2 separate regions of the Mus musculus genome follow, and region 1 is linked to region 2. A link is a contact called in public Hi-C data. All regions are on one chromosome and are shown on one strand. The core of a region is the stretch at or near the end of the contact, and the rest is flanking DNA. Distances in the headings are between cores, read along the strand shown.

The links. Hi-C and Micro-C count contacts between places; a contact is called where the count stands out from the background.
Region 1: a contact with region 2 is called in a Hi-C map of cortical neurons, with 2.5 times the contacts expected there. The contact joins two enhancer-like sites. A contact is called at or near these places in 2 of 484 Hi-C or Micro-C datasets (cerebral cortex and cortical neurons).

The regions. Positions count from the first base shown.
Region 1 is chr3:144,317,094-144,323,676 of GRCm38.p6, forward strand. No RefSeq gene overlaps it. Among named protein-coding and RNA genes, the nearest start is that of Gm34434, 62 kb to the right of the region's middle. Within about 2 kb of position 1,953, at least 42 of the 459 cell types and tissues checked have an H3K27ac peak or open chromatin away from gene starts, as enhancers often do. A contact at or near this core is called in cortical neurons, where this site is marked.
Region 2 is chr3:143,506,624-143,513,159 of GRCm38.p6, forward strand. No RefSeq gene overlaps it. Among named protein-coding and RNA genes, the nearest start is that of Gm33604, 14 kb to the left of the region's middle. Within about 2 kb of position 2,143, at least 16 of the 459 cell types and tissues checked have an H3K27ac peak or open chromatin away from gene starts, as enhancers often do. A contact at or near this core is called in cortical neurons, where this site is marked.

The DNA of each region.
Region 1 (6,583 bases), core at 703-3,202, 810 kb after region 2:
ACATCCAAGAAAAGCTTTTCTTTGCCCTGATTTGAAATGCATGCTCTGCCAGTCCAATCCTAGAACAGCTGATTCCTGCCATCCCAGCCAAGGGGGTAGATAGATGACTTCCTCAGGGTCAGAATAATAGCAACCTGGAGCATCCATCCATAAATGGTGCTAGAACGACATGTGTACCTTCAAAATCATTCCTAGGTATGGAACTGTTTTGAGGGGGGAAAAAACTGAATACATCAAAAGAACTCTTAGGTAGTGTGGAAGAAATGACTCAGCAAGCTGCCAGAGGGCTGGGATCCATGCTAACAGAACAGAGAGGGTCACTCAAGTGCCTTGTTAGAGGTGCCACCCAGCCAAATCATAACTTACGCTTTCGGGTTGAATTATGCATAACTGGAGCCAAAGCCAAGTCGCTTGTAAGAACAGAAAACATGCTTTGAGCTGCCCCCAGGGCCTTGCCTCAGCCCCTAATGTGAAGATAGGAAACAGGTCATTAAAGAACTCATTTTAGCATCTGTCCATGGGTTCTAACTCAGGTATTCTAAGCATCCATTCCCAAAGTGACCTTGGGTCAAGGTTGGGTTATGGTCATGATGCTAGGCTAGAGAGCTATGGCTCAAGGCAGCTTAGCCTTCTATATAGGTCTTGTTTCCCAAGTTTACTCTGTACTCGGAAAGGCTGTGCACCAACCTCAACCGCTTTTTTTCACTTATTAAGAGAGGAATGTAATAATAATTCTTACCTTCGAAATAGTCCATATGAGTTCAATCGCTTAATTACAACCCATGACCATCCATGAATACGGGAGATTAAAAGTATTGTTATCTGGGGTGTGTGTGTGTGTGTGTGTGTGTGTGTCCCTTCTTAAACACTTACACACCCACCTTAATAGCAAAATTTCAGGTTGCCATAGGGTTAATTAGTGTCATCCTTCCCATTACAAAGCTCTCTCTGTCTACCCAGAATTTGGCTAATGGTTCCCAAATCAAATAAAACACAAAAGATAATCTAGCCTCTCAGAACAAACGCCACTTACTCGCCTTCTCCCCAGGCCATTCTTTCGTTCTTGGCAACAGAGCCATTGTCAAATAAATATTAGTTCTAATAAAGATAGTGCCAAGACCTGGTTGTGACAACTCTACCGGCCACCTACTGGCATGATCCAGAATGAACTTTTAAGAAGAGAGTGGGACACTGAAGGTGAAACGGTGTTAAGATCAGACTTCACTGAGCCACATGATTTCCTTTGGGATTTGGGGACACTATCTAACTTACAAATGCCTCCATGGATCTCGAGGTCAAATGACCCATTTCAGAGGGCATCAGCTAGACACAAGGGCTTCACCAACTCCTAATGCCTGCATTTCCTGATTATTCAGCCCTGTGCTGGTACAAACAGGCCGTGAAGCAGGGCAGGGTGTTTGTGAACCGGCCTCCTGGATGCTTCTTTATTCCGCTACATCGATATTCATTTTTGCAGGGTTCCTTTTTCAGTGCATCAGGCTAGAAGTGGCAACTTGGACACACCGTGGTGTTTGGCTGAGGGAGGGGGATTTATGAGCCTGCTCTAAAGATACAGCCCCTGTTGCACCAAGTGAAAATCTTGTTGGAGCCCAAAACAGCAAGGAGACAGCAGGGGGCTAAGGGGGGGGGGGGGGATAAGTCAAACCACCTCTCACAGCAGAGCTGAAAACCAAGTACCTGGATATTATGTGCCTGCCTCTGCTGTTCTCGTCGCCAATTTCCCACTTGGCCACATGTGCACGTTTAATTAATGTTCTGCTCATCACCTCCTGCAAGTCATTAATAAGGATGCACTGTCGATCCAGGCCCATCTCAGAGCCTGCCAGCAGCACTCCACTGCTGGCCACCGTCTCCCAGCCAGTGCACAGCCGCCCACCGGCTGCTCACGTGGCTTTTCCAGCCAGGTTTCCATCCGGGAAGCGGAGCTCAGAATCCGCTCGGTTGAATTCATCTTTCAAGTGAGATTTCTGGATGCATCCATTTCACTGCCTTCACCCACTAATGTGGTAGAGGGTGGGTTTTTTTTTTTAATTCTATTAAAAAATGCAATTAAATTTGTCTCATGGAATTTGCTCTTTAAAAATCCAGACAGCTGCTTGCTCATGGTGGCATTATGCTCCTGATTCCTGCACATTTTTTTTCCTTCATCTCCATTCCATTACTTTGCTGAGGATTAAAGACAGGCTTAGCAGATGGCAAATGCCAGGATCTCTTCCCACCCCCACCTCCCATTCGGAAGGCTGGGATCATATCGGCCAGAATACACAGCCCAGGTTTCTCCGTTCGGCTTTGGAAAGAGAGAAGCAATTGTTTAATTCAAAGCCATCAGCTAATGCAGAAAATAAGATGGAGCAGGGAGAGGAGAGACCGAGGGCTATTCCCCATAGCTGGCCTTTAAGGCCATGGTCAGGTGTCTCTCCCTGAGCCTCAGTTTATCTCTCCAGAGTCCCTCCTTCCTCCTCCATTTCTCAGCCATAAAGCACTCATTAGGCTGTGAAGCAAATGAGGTAATGTCTGTGGTGAGAGGGTTTGTGCGTTTCCAAAGAAAGACACCATATAAAAAGCATTCTGATTGCTAACAGTCAGGGACACTCAGCGTCGGGCCTGGCTGGCTTTATAAACTATTTAACTGCCTGCTTCTTGCAAAAACTATTTTTATCAGTTAATTACACATTTTTCTTATTAAATAACAATGTGAAAGCATTTCTTGCTCATTTTCCTGTCATGACTAATTTAATCTGCCTCCCTTTATTAAAAGTCCGGTTCTCTTGTCGTGTCTTAGCCACTCTGGTAGGCTAGTGACACCCCCACAACTATTCGGCCCCTTTGAGTCACATCAACTCCTTTCCTCTTTTCTCTTCTCTGCAGCCCAATCTCCTTTTTTTTTCTGCACCACGGCTGCATCTGGTTTCTAAGGAACGGCCAAACAGTGGAGGCTCTGCCTCGTCGTTCTCTTCCTTTTGGGTGTTCCCTTGAATAAGCCAAAGCCCAGAGGAAATCTGTCTATCTATGAATGACATCCTGCATGAGAGGGAAACCAAGGCAGCATGGAAACTGGGCTAGTACTGAGTGTCTCTCTCTCTCTCTCTCTCTCACACACACACACACACACACACACACACACAAACTCGTGACCTGGATTTAGGAAAAGAAGAAAGGTAAGGATGGGAAAGCCACATTAGTGGCAGTCCCTGCACTGGGGGAATCCTTTCTAATACCATTGTTATGAATCATAATTAATTGTGATTAGTAGCAACAGTAGGGACACATGCTTAATCTTCCAATGGGAAAAGCAGACATAACATACCTACAGACACTCTGTGGGCCTAAGTCCACAAAGACAGGAAACAGCTCAGAAAAGAGATTTCACAATTTTTTGAGGCAAAATAATGAACCCAACCAATTTCAGAAATGGTAGCATGGTAAGTTATTTTGTGTGCTTTTTCATTTGTCTTTGTGATGGGCAGGAAGCCTTCTGACCCGTGACTCTGGAGGGTTAACTCTGGACAGCTTTCTCCCCTACAGTGGCACTGAGCTGCCTGATATTACTTTAGTGAGCACAGCACAGCAGCATCATGGTTGTCCCCTCCATGGCCTACAGAAACACTTCACTTTGTTCCTGGAGGCCCCTCAGGCTTGCTAGCTTCAGTGTGGAGAGCAGCCCTGGAAGGGAGCCCAGGAGGCAAGAACCCATGGTACAGCCAGTGGGAAACTGAAGCCCCAGTTTATGGCCTACAATGAGCCAAATCCTACCAATGATGGGGTGTGGGATAGGGGGTTGCTGTCTGCACCCTACCCTGGTCTCCACTGCAGATGAGACTGCAGCCACATACAGGTGCTTGGATGGTCTTCTACACTGTTAAATCTTGGGATTTTTATTGCTCAGGACTGGAACGCACCACTTCTGTCACAGGATTGTTAATCCAGAAGGAACCTAAAGTACTACCTAGGTAGGGGAAGGTGAGGCACTCTCACTTCAGTCACACATGAAGTTGTGTCATTCAAAACCCACCTTAATGTTGAGTGTGATCTTAGAAGTTTCCCACATAGCTACCCCCACTCCCCCATCCTCAATTAATTATTTGGAGGTTAAAAAGAAGCCCACCTGCTCCCCAGAACAGTGTGAGAGAAGGAGAGACAGGAGTAAGATAACCTAACCTCTACCTCATTGGCCAACATTCTGGGAAAGTCATTCGGGCTTGGCCAACTCTACTTTCCCCTTTGCTAAAGCCAAGATAATCTGCTGTGTGAACATGTGAACTAAAGCAGCCTAAAGGGTGTTGATGGGGTCTCTTGACATCTTCTCAAATATTTGAAAAAGCACAATCAATAACATAGCAAAAGATTGTGGTCAAAGAATATGAAAGCACAGGACAGATACAAGGAGTGGTGGCTCCCTTCACTAGAGCGGTCACCTGCACAAGGAACTGCCAAGGCTTCCTTCTATAAATCAATGAGGAGGAGGAGTTGGTTGCTAGATTGTAGAGTGTGGGTGGTTTTCTGTTTTGATTGACAGGCTTAGGTCATATAAGCCTTAGTTTATTCCACATGTCCTTTCCCTTGATCTGGCGTTAATCAAATGCCCGTCCAATCATGCCTAGGCCTAAGATTGCAATTAGAGAATTTCCACCTGCAAAAAAAAAAAAAAAAAAAAAAAAAAAAAAAAAAAAAAACAATAATTAATTTTGAGGACACAGTTTGCCTTACTGGACATGTACCCAAACCAGTCTAGACTGGATCAACCCACTGCCCATAGTTACTGGCTATGTTCCAGAATATGTTTGACCAAGAAGTGGGAGTTGCCAAGGGGTTGCTAGAGAGGAGTGACCTATTGCATTGTTTGGAGTAGGGTGGAGCCTACGTGCAGCCAGTTAGCTAAGTGCTTTGTTGAAAAAGAAGATGAACGTGAACAGCTCAACTCAAGCAGAGTCCAGGTGGATAAGGTGTCCCTACACTTTCTTGCTTCAAAAGGATTCCTCTTCCCTCCAAACCGCCATCTTCTGACTCCTTGAATTTCCCCTTATGGCCACAAGATGCTTGTAACAGCTCCATGTCTCATGGAGTCCCACATTAATGCCACAGGGGATGAAAGGGAAATATTTTTTTTGAAAGGGGAATATTCTTGTTTCTTGGTCTAGACATGAGGAAATGTTTCATCAAAATTCCCCTAGCAGAATTCTCCAGGCATCTTATTGGCCAGACCTGGTTGACAAGCCTACTCCTCAAGCAATGACCATGACTGACTTAATCCACCCACATTTTACCCCTGAGGCTGGAAGAGGCCTGGTATCCTGTGCAGGGAGCAGCTGGGCCACCCAGAGAGAAGCTGACAAAATCTGAGGTTCTGTGCACACAAAATAAAGAGTTGTTTACCCTCTGCTTGCTGGCATAAACTTGGGAGAGGGAAACCTAAAAATGAGGTGGACTAAAATCTCATGTGACAGCCAACTTTATTCAGAGCATCAGACAATTTATTCTCTGGAGGTTAAGAGGAGCCACCCCTGTAAAGTGTATAATCACAAGGACAAAGCAAAACCATGCATATGAATACCAACATCTGAGGTAAACTCACTTCTATCCACTACACCTGAGAGAAGCATTACACACGTCCCAAGAACAATCTGTGTTTTGAAGAAACTGAGGCCATAAGACTCTTGTCTTATTTTGTTGGATTTTCCTCACATGACTCTGCTCTTGGATTGTGCTCCAATAGTGAGTAAGCTGTAAGTCCTTACAAGCTGTACTGTGCTGTCGAATAGCACGCAGGATGGCTTGATCCAATGAAAATGGGCATCTTGTTCCTGCTCCACACACAGTGTAATTCAAACATTAAGCTTAGATCTACCAATCACTAGACTGCAATAGTTCATCCAGGGTCCAGGAGACAGACACCACCCTCCCTAAAGACAGAGTCACTGAGAAGAGAGCTAGTGTCTTAGCATGTTTGAGGCTCTCTTGCCCTTTTCTCCTCCTTCGGGCCCCTGAGTCACAAATGTTGCTTCTCATTGCTGATTTCAAGGGTTTTTGATGCCCTTGAGGGAGTCTAGGCTAGAGAGGACATAGCATTGAAGTGAAAATACCTCATAGGATAGAAAGACACCTCATTGAGTTGTCATCGTCTTTTGAGATCTCCTTTTCAATGGCTCATGAGAAAGCAGGTATTCCTGACCCATGTCCGTTCATCTCCCTCCTAGAGCTCTGCTTCTGCTGGTCTCAATGTCCTGAATAAAGGGGCTCACAGTGTGGTCAGGGTGAAGGTAGAGAGGACCCTGACATCTCAGCACTTCAACACAAAGTGCTCACCAGGATTGCCTGATCAGTTCAGGCCTATTGGGAAGATTTTTTTTTCCATCTGGTCATCAGAGACCCAAGGTGAGGTATTTCTATTTTCAACCACAGTTTCTAAGGTTACTGTGGACATTGAAAACCCATTAAACTGTAGCAGAAGATGAGACAGAACTGTCATATGACCACCCCAAACTGCAAGGGAGGCTGGGAAATGTAATTTAATTTTGCGTCAAGGAAGAAAGAACAGATTTTAGTGGACACAGCTAAATTATGA
Region 2 (6,536 bases), core at 893-3,392:
ATTACAGGCATGACCTCCATCCTAAATTGGTAAACCATAAAATGTATAAAGAATTGCAGGAAGAGACCAAGATTGTGTGTGTGCACCTATGTGTGTAAAGAGCAAGCTTTTAGTCTACTCTTGTCAGAGATCCATGGTGCTTAAACCTGGTATGTCACAGTTCAGTTGGGTGGCAACAGATGCCTTCCCTTGCTCTGTAAACCAGCAAGCACAGACAGGAGACAAGGCTTTCTGCTTATTTTCTCACAGGGTCATTTTACAACTGCTTCCCTCCTCAAACTCTGCAGTCATGTTGCCTTGCTTTTTAAAAGGTTGTTTAAAAAAAAAAGTTCATCAGTGCTGCTTGGCCACCTCTTTCTGTTAGACTCCACCGCAAGTTTGTGATGGCTCAGGGTTCAATCCCAAAATTGTCCTTAAGTAATCCAGAATGGGTTAACCTGGTGCTCCGAATGCATACACACACACACACACACACACACACACACACACACACATATACATTCACACACACACTTACTTCCGGGAAAGTTAAAAATGCATTTCCCTTGTGTCACTGCCATTTTCAATTCTGAGCCAGAGACGACATGTTACATAACTCGGGATTTCAACAAACACCTGGAAATCAGGCTGTGTGTGTCGCTCAGATGAGACCAGACATGAAGAGATTGGTAGTGACAAGTGTTGTCACTTCTCTCTCTGACAGCAGGCAAGTGGCAAGCCGTATATACAAGGCCTGATACCACACTCTCAGGATCAGAGGGGGAAAAAAAAAAAGAAAGAAAGAAAAAGTGAAAAAAATAACGTTTCAGCAAGAGATATCTGGGAAAATAATGGCAAATTACACACGATTTAGCTTTGCTTTTAGCTTTTATAAAAACCCAAGAACTATGAACTGAGCAGTTGAGCCCTAATTAAGTCTCCTCTTGATCATTTGCATGGCAGACCCAATTCTCAGGGTATTTTCTTAAAAAGCATCGTATCAGCCTCTAATTCAACTGTTCTTTTTATTTCAATTCCTTATTTTCCCCCCTTGGGTAAAAGAGAGGTTAATGTGAGCCATTAAGAATTAAAAAACAATTACACAATGAAAAAATAGTTCAGATGAATTTTAATTAGAGCCCAATGTAATGGAATTTGAACCCAGTACACCGGAAATACATAGCCAGAACTCTAGCCATTAAATCTCAGAGCCTTTGATTAAACTCAATGGGAATTTAGAAAGATTCTTTTGCTGCCCGAAGATACCATGTTTTTTCCATTAATGTCAGAGAAATATATTGAGGGACTAAAATATTACTAATAAAAATAAATGTGAAGGTTGTAAATTTCAAACAATGGAAGATACAGAGCCCGTACCTGGATTTTTAAGTGAGTATGTGGCATTTCGTTAAGATTAAAGTTGAAAACACAATGTATTATGTGTGACCTCTTTAGAAAGGGAGCCTAAGTAATTCCAGGATTTGCCATCCTTTGGAGTATAAGAACAATAAGTCAGAGACCGTGGAATGGTCTGCTGCAGGCTGAGAGACGATCGTGGAAGTATTCCAGACAGGGGTCAGATGCGAGGCACCACATGGCATCCCAGCATCCTCCCTTATTCTACTGCCTCCAAGCGGTTTGCTTTGCATCCATAAAATGGGGACAGTGGAATGGACCAATTTGAATCAAAGACTATGACTAAGCTGCTTAATTCAAATCAAGACACACATCAAATTTTCCCCTAAATGGTGAGGCATGTTAAAAGTGAGGCTCAATTCCTGAAGAGATTTGACCTTATTTTCTCCTCAGTAAGTGATTCTATGTCGAACCACTAGGCCTCCTAGCCTTGAGAGATACCCCTGTCTTTCATAAAACTCAGTCAGCCACTGGAGGGAGCCAGCAGGACTCATACAGTATAACTGAATATGATCAACCAGTAGGGAAAGATAATTTTAAAATGGCATATAAAGATGACAGAATTTGAACAAAATCTCTTTTATTTATTTATGCCAAAATCTGTGTGAATGTAAAATGCCAACTCTATCATGCTTTATTTATGGTGTGGCTTTTCTCTTAAAAAGGAGAGAGGGAGTGGGAGAGAGAGAGAGAGAGAGAGAGAGAGAGGGAGAGAGAGAGAGAAAGAGATGGGACCTAGCCTGGTTCACATGGCAAAAGACAGAGTGTCAAAAGAGAGTGCCGGTCTCAGTACTCACCTACCCTGTCTTGGCACAGCTGCTTCATCTGGGCAGCTTTTAAAACCCTTTGCTTGCCAATTCCTGCAGCAGAATCAAGCCAGTGCCCTCTCTGTGGATAGAGAGATGTGCAATATGTAAAATTCCCCAAGACAATTTTTATTTATAGCTGTTGCAAACAATGTTTATACAAAGTTTATTAAATGTGTCACCCACATTGATTTATCCCAACCAGTCTCTTCAATCACTAATATTTATGAGATGGGTTCAGTTGCAACAATTATTTTATATGCTATAGAGTATGTTATAACTAGGGATTCACCCTGGCAATTATATCAAAGATAAAATGCTTCCTGAGGGCCTCGGGGCAGGCCAGAAAGTATATTATTGGACACAAGGTGGTTTAAACTGAGTATCACAGCACTAAATTTAGAGCAAGAGATGTGGAGCAGCTGATGCTTAAAAATTAAAACGGGTTTCTTGGGGTTCCAGGAGTCCCCTCATTTATGGGAAGGCAGCAGCCGATCTTGTGCTCATTTGTTTTCCCACACGGAGACCTGAGGCCTGGAAACGCTTCCGTGTCGACTCTGAATTTCTGTGAGCCTTAGCTCTCAGCAGCATTTACCTAGTGCCCAAAGTGGGCAGAAGAGCTACTCTTGGCTTGCACAAACATTGACAAAGGGAACCAGACACATGCTATTTGCAGCAAGGAATTGACAACGTCTGCAGAGTAGCAGAAACACTGTTAACAAAAAAGAAAAAAAAAATCACTAAAAAGCCCAAGATCGCCTTTGAAACTGTAAGATGACAAAGTCCAACAGGAAGAGGGGGGGAAAATAGAAACTTACTTAAAACTCACAGTTGAATGCTACTTCTGTTTCCTACTAAACCCTAAATAGCCTTTTGTTGGGCAAAATTAACTTGACAGACACACTGTGGTTCGGAGTGTGAGGCCTGGGGCAAGATAGGAAGGCTGAAGCAAAACAAAGAGGCAGTTACTGTGTTCTGTGAAGGAGCTGACCGGGGCTGGGGATTGCCATCCTTGGAAAAGAAGAGAGAGAAAAGTTCCGGATGTCTGAAGGGAGCAGAGATAGCGCTGGGACAGCCTGGGGGTTGTGACCTTGAATTGCATGCCCATGTTAAACTCACTTGATAATGTTCTCCTGTCTTTTAAAGTCACCCTTCTGGCCATATTCCCCAAGTGTTTTACAAATTGAGAGTCCAAACTGAAATAAACAGTTTTAGCAAAATAAGTCATTTGTGTCAACAAACTACAGTATTACTGTTGAATCAGGAATGCAGGGGCATAAGAGAGTAGCACTGCTCAATCCATGTTCTCACTGACCTTTTATAGCTGAGCGAGCGAGAGAGGTCTTTCATACAAGGCTGGGCCTCACTCGTAAATAAACAGGGAAGAGAGTGAATAACATCACCATCAACATTGTTGGTGCACAGACATTCTCACCTCAAAGGGAATAAGAAATTATTTATTCTGGAGCCAAATCTGAGTGATGATGGCCTGTGGGGATGCATATTGAGGCTACTCAAAGTTCCGTTCCAACAAGGAAGAGGTTTTGTGGTGCTTTTATTGGGACAGAACAAAGTTCCAGATCAAAAACAAAAACAAAAAATAAAATAAAATCAAGGCATTAAAAAACAAAAACAAAACAACAAAGGTGTAATCAGAGAGGCAGTGTCCTAGTTAGGGCTTTATTTCTGTGAAGAGATAGCATGAACCATGGCAACTCTTATAAAAGCAGACACTTAATGGGGGTTGGCTTACAGTTTGAGAGGTTTAGTTAAGTATCATCACGGCAGGAAGCATGGTAGCGTGTAGGCAGATATTGTGCTGGAGGAGCTGAGAGTTCTACATCCTAATCTGCAGGCAGCAGAGGACTATGCGCCTATACCACAGTGGGCACAGCTTGAACATAAATGACCATAAAACCCACCCCCACAGTGACACACTTCCGCTAACAAGACCACACCTACTCCATCAAGGCCACACCCCCTAATAGGCCACTCTTTATGGACAAGCATACAAACACAAGAGTCTATGGCAGCCATTCCTATTCAAACCACCACAGGCCGGTTACAGCCAGGCCGAGAAACTTCAGCTTATAGGCCTCGGATGTTTCCTAGGAGTATATCTTGTCCTTTCATTTGTGGAGAATAGGGTTTTGTTCAGTTATTCTTGTGTTTGTCAGACTATAAGCTCTGACACAGAGGTGTCAAGGAATGGCTGTTTAGGAAGCTAAAGATAGCCCCAAGAAACTGCAGTTAAGTTTGGTACCTGCAGCATCCCAGCCTCTCAGCAGTCGCTAAGGTTTTAGTCAGTCAATTCGCCTTCGTAGATACAGCTTCCTTCCAGAACTTCTCACTCATGGCACCTTTGAGATACGTGACAATGCCACAGAATAAACTAAGTTTTCATCCTACCTAACTTCTTTTCTCCTCCAACCCCATCTTCCTTTCTGCTTGTTTTGTTGTGAAGATATTTCTATCTCTGTCAATAGAGATCTAGAGACTTTTTGCACACGCCACACCTTCCTCCTTTCATGTCCTTGAGACTCAGTTCCAAGGCTGGCAGGTATAGAGCCTCAGTTTCTACAGCTGCATCCTATGTGGAGCTGTAGAGCCATGGATGCTAGCATCCTGGGTTGCTCAATGTCAGTATTCTTTTAAATGTAACTGGTCTTGAAAGTCAATCATCTCTAAATACTATGGCATTGTGAAGCTAGGACTATTCTGTGACCAGCTTTGCTTAGGAGGGCCATTGCCTACGAGCTTCACAGATCTTTGAACCATTAACCGAGTCAATCTAGCCCTAAACTTAGAGTTGGCTGCAAGAACACAGGGATGGGTTGTTTGCATTTTGATATGGGAAACTCAAAAGCCAGAAAAGAGGAGGGAGAGAGAGAGAGAGAGAGAGAGAGAGAGAGAGAGAGAGAGAGAGAGAGAGAGAGAGAGAGAGAGAGATGCTGCTCCCTCCCACTTACCTTATCATCTCATGAAAGGCTGGACTTCTATTTGCTCATTGGTGTTTGAAATTTTCCCTTATATAGTCAGAGAACAGAGTTATCTGTGAGAACCTGAAAAATTCAAGAGTCCCTTTGTGTCTACAAAAGAAAGATGTTGTTTGTGAACAAAAGGATCTTTCTGTAGTCTTCCTGTAGATGTCTTGGTTTGAGACAATTAACAAAGACTCCTTATTAAGGGGAGCAGAGCACCACAGGGCCAGATTTAGTATAATAGTGCTCCCAGAATAAGATCCTCAAACTGTCTGTGTCCTGTAGGACTGTGATGACAGGGCATTTGGGGCCCACTTTTCCAGTGCCTCTGAATTTCAGGATCCATTGAGTCACGAGTCTGCATTGCTGTCTAATTGCCCTGAGTCCTTGACTTATGAAATCGGGTGGAATTTCCTTGGAATTATATATCTTAAGCCATGATAGCACTCAATGACTTCCAGATGCTTTGATAATGATGGTCCACAGCGTCAGTACTCACCACAGATGATCTCCTCTTTGATTTGTCGTCATTTTGTATGGAATTTATGACCAGTAGAAATATTAACCTGCCTGTCTGTAGCAGCCACTGCATGAGACCTTAACCACATACCCAAAAGGACTCATGTATTCCTTTTTTATTGACACAGAGAATTGTGACTGACTTCTGCCAAGTCCCCAGGAGAAAATATGTCATATCAAGAGCTGTATTACTAATATGCATCAGGTCTGAAGAACAGAGTGGGTATTCAATGAACTGGAGACTGCCCTCACTTCGCATGGACATAAAGAACAAGGAGAAGTGGTGACAGCATGTCCAGATCTCACTGTGCCACACCGGGAATGGCTCTTCCCATCCAAGGATCCCCTGGCCTTTCTGCTGCAGCTCTGCATGTGATCTCAGATGCTGCACCCCAGACCAACCGCCACAAAACTAATTGTTCATGTGATTTCCTTTCTGAGCCACTGCAGATGTCCCTTTCTGTAACAATTTAATTAACACTTTAAAATAATGACGCATTAATTAATGCCAAATTACAATGAAAATCCCGGAGAATTACACTTTATATCAACATTAATGCAAGATGAGTTCCTCCTGGATAATTTTTCTTACAACGAATACAAAAAGAGATAATACTAATTAGGCCATCAATTTAAATTTACCATAATTTCAATCCATGTCATTTATCTGTTCCCTTGCACAAAACAATTGTGGCTTACCATACATTTGCACAGGCAACAGGGATGTCTGCCTAGCAACCAGACCTGGGCCATCTTTAGCATATTGTGACATGAGTTTGAAGTTTGCATTTTGTTTCTAAGTTATTAGAAACTCTGTGTGTGTGTGTGTGTGTGT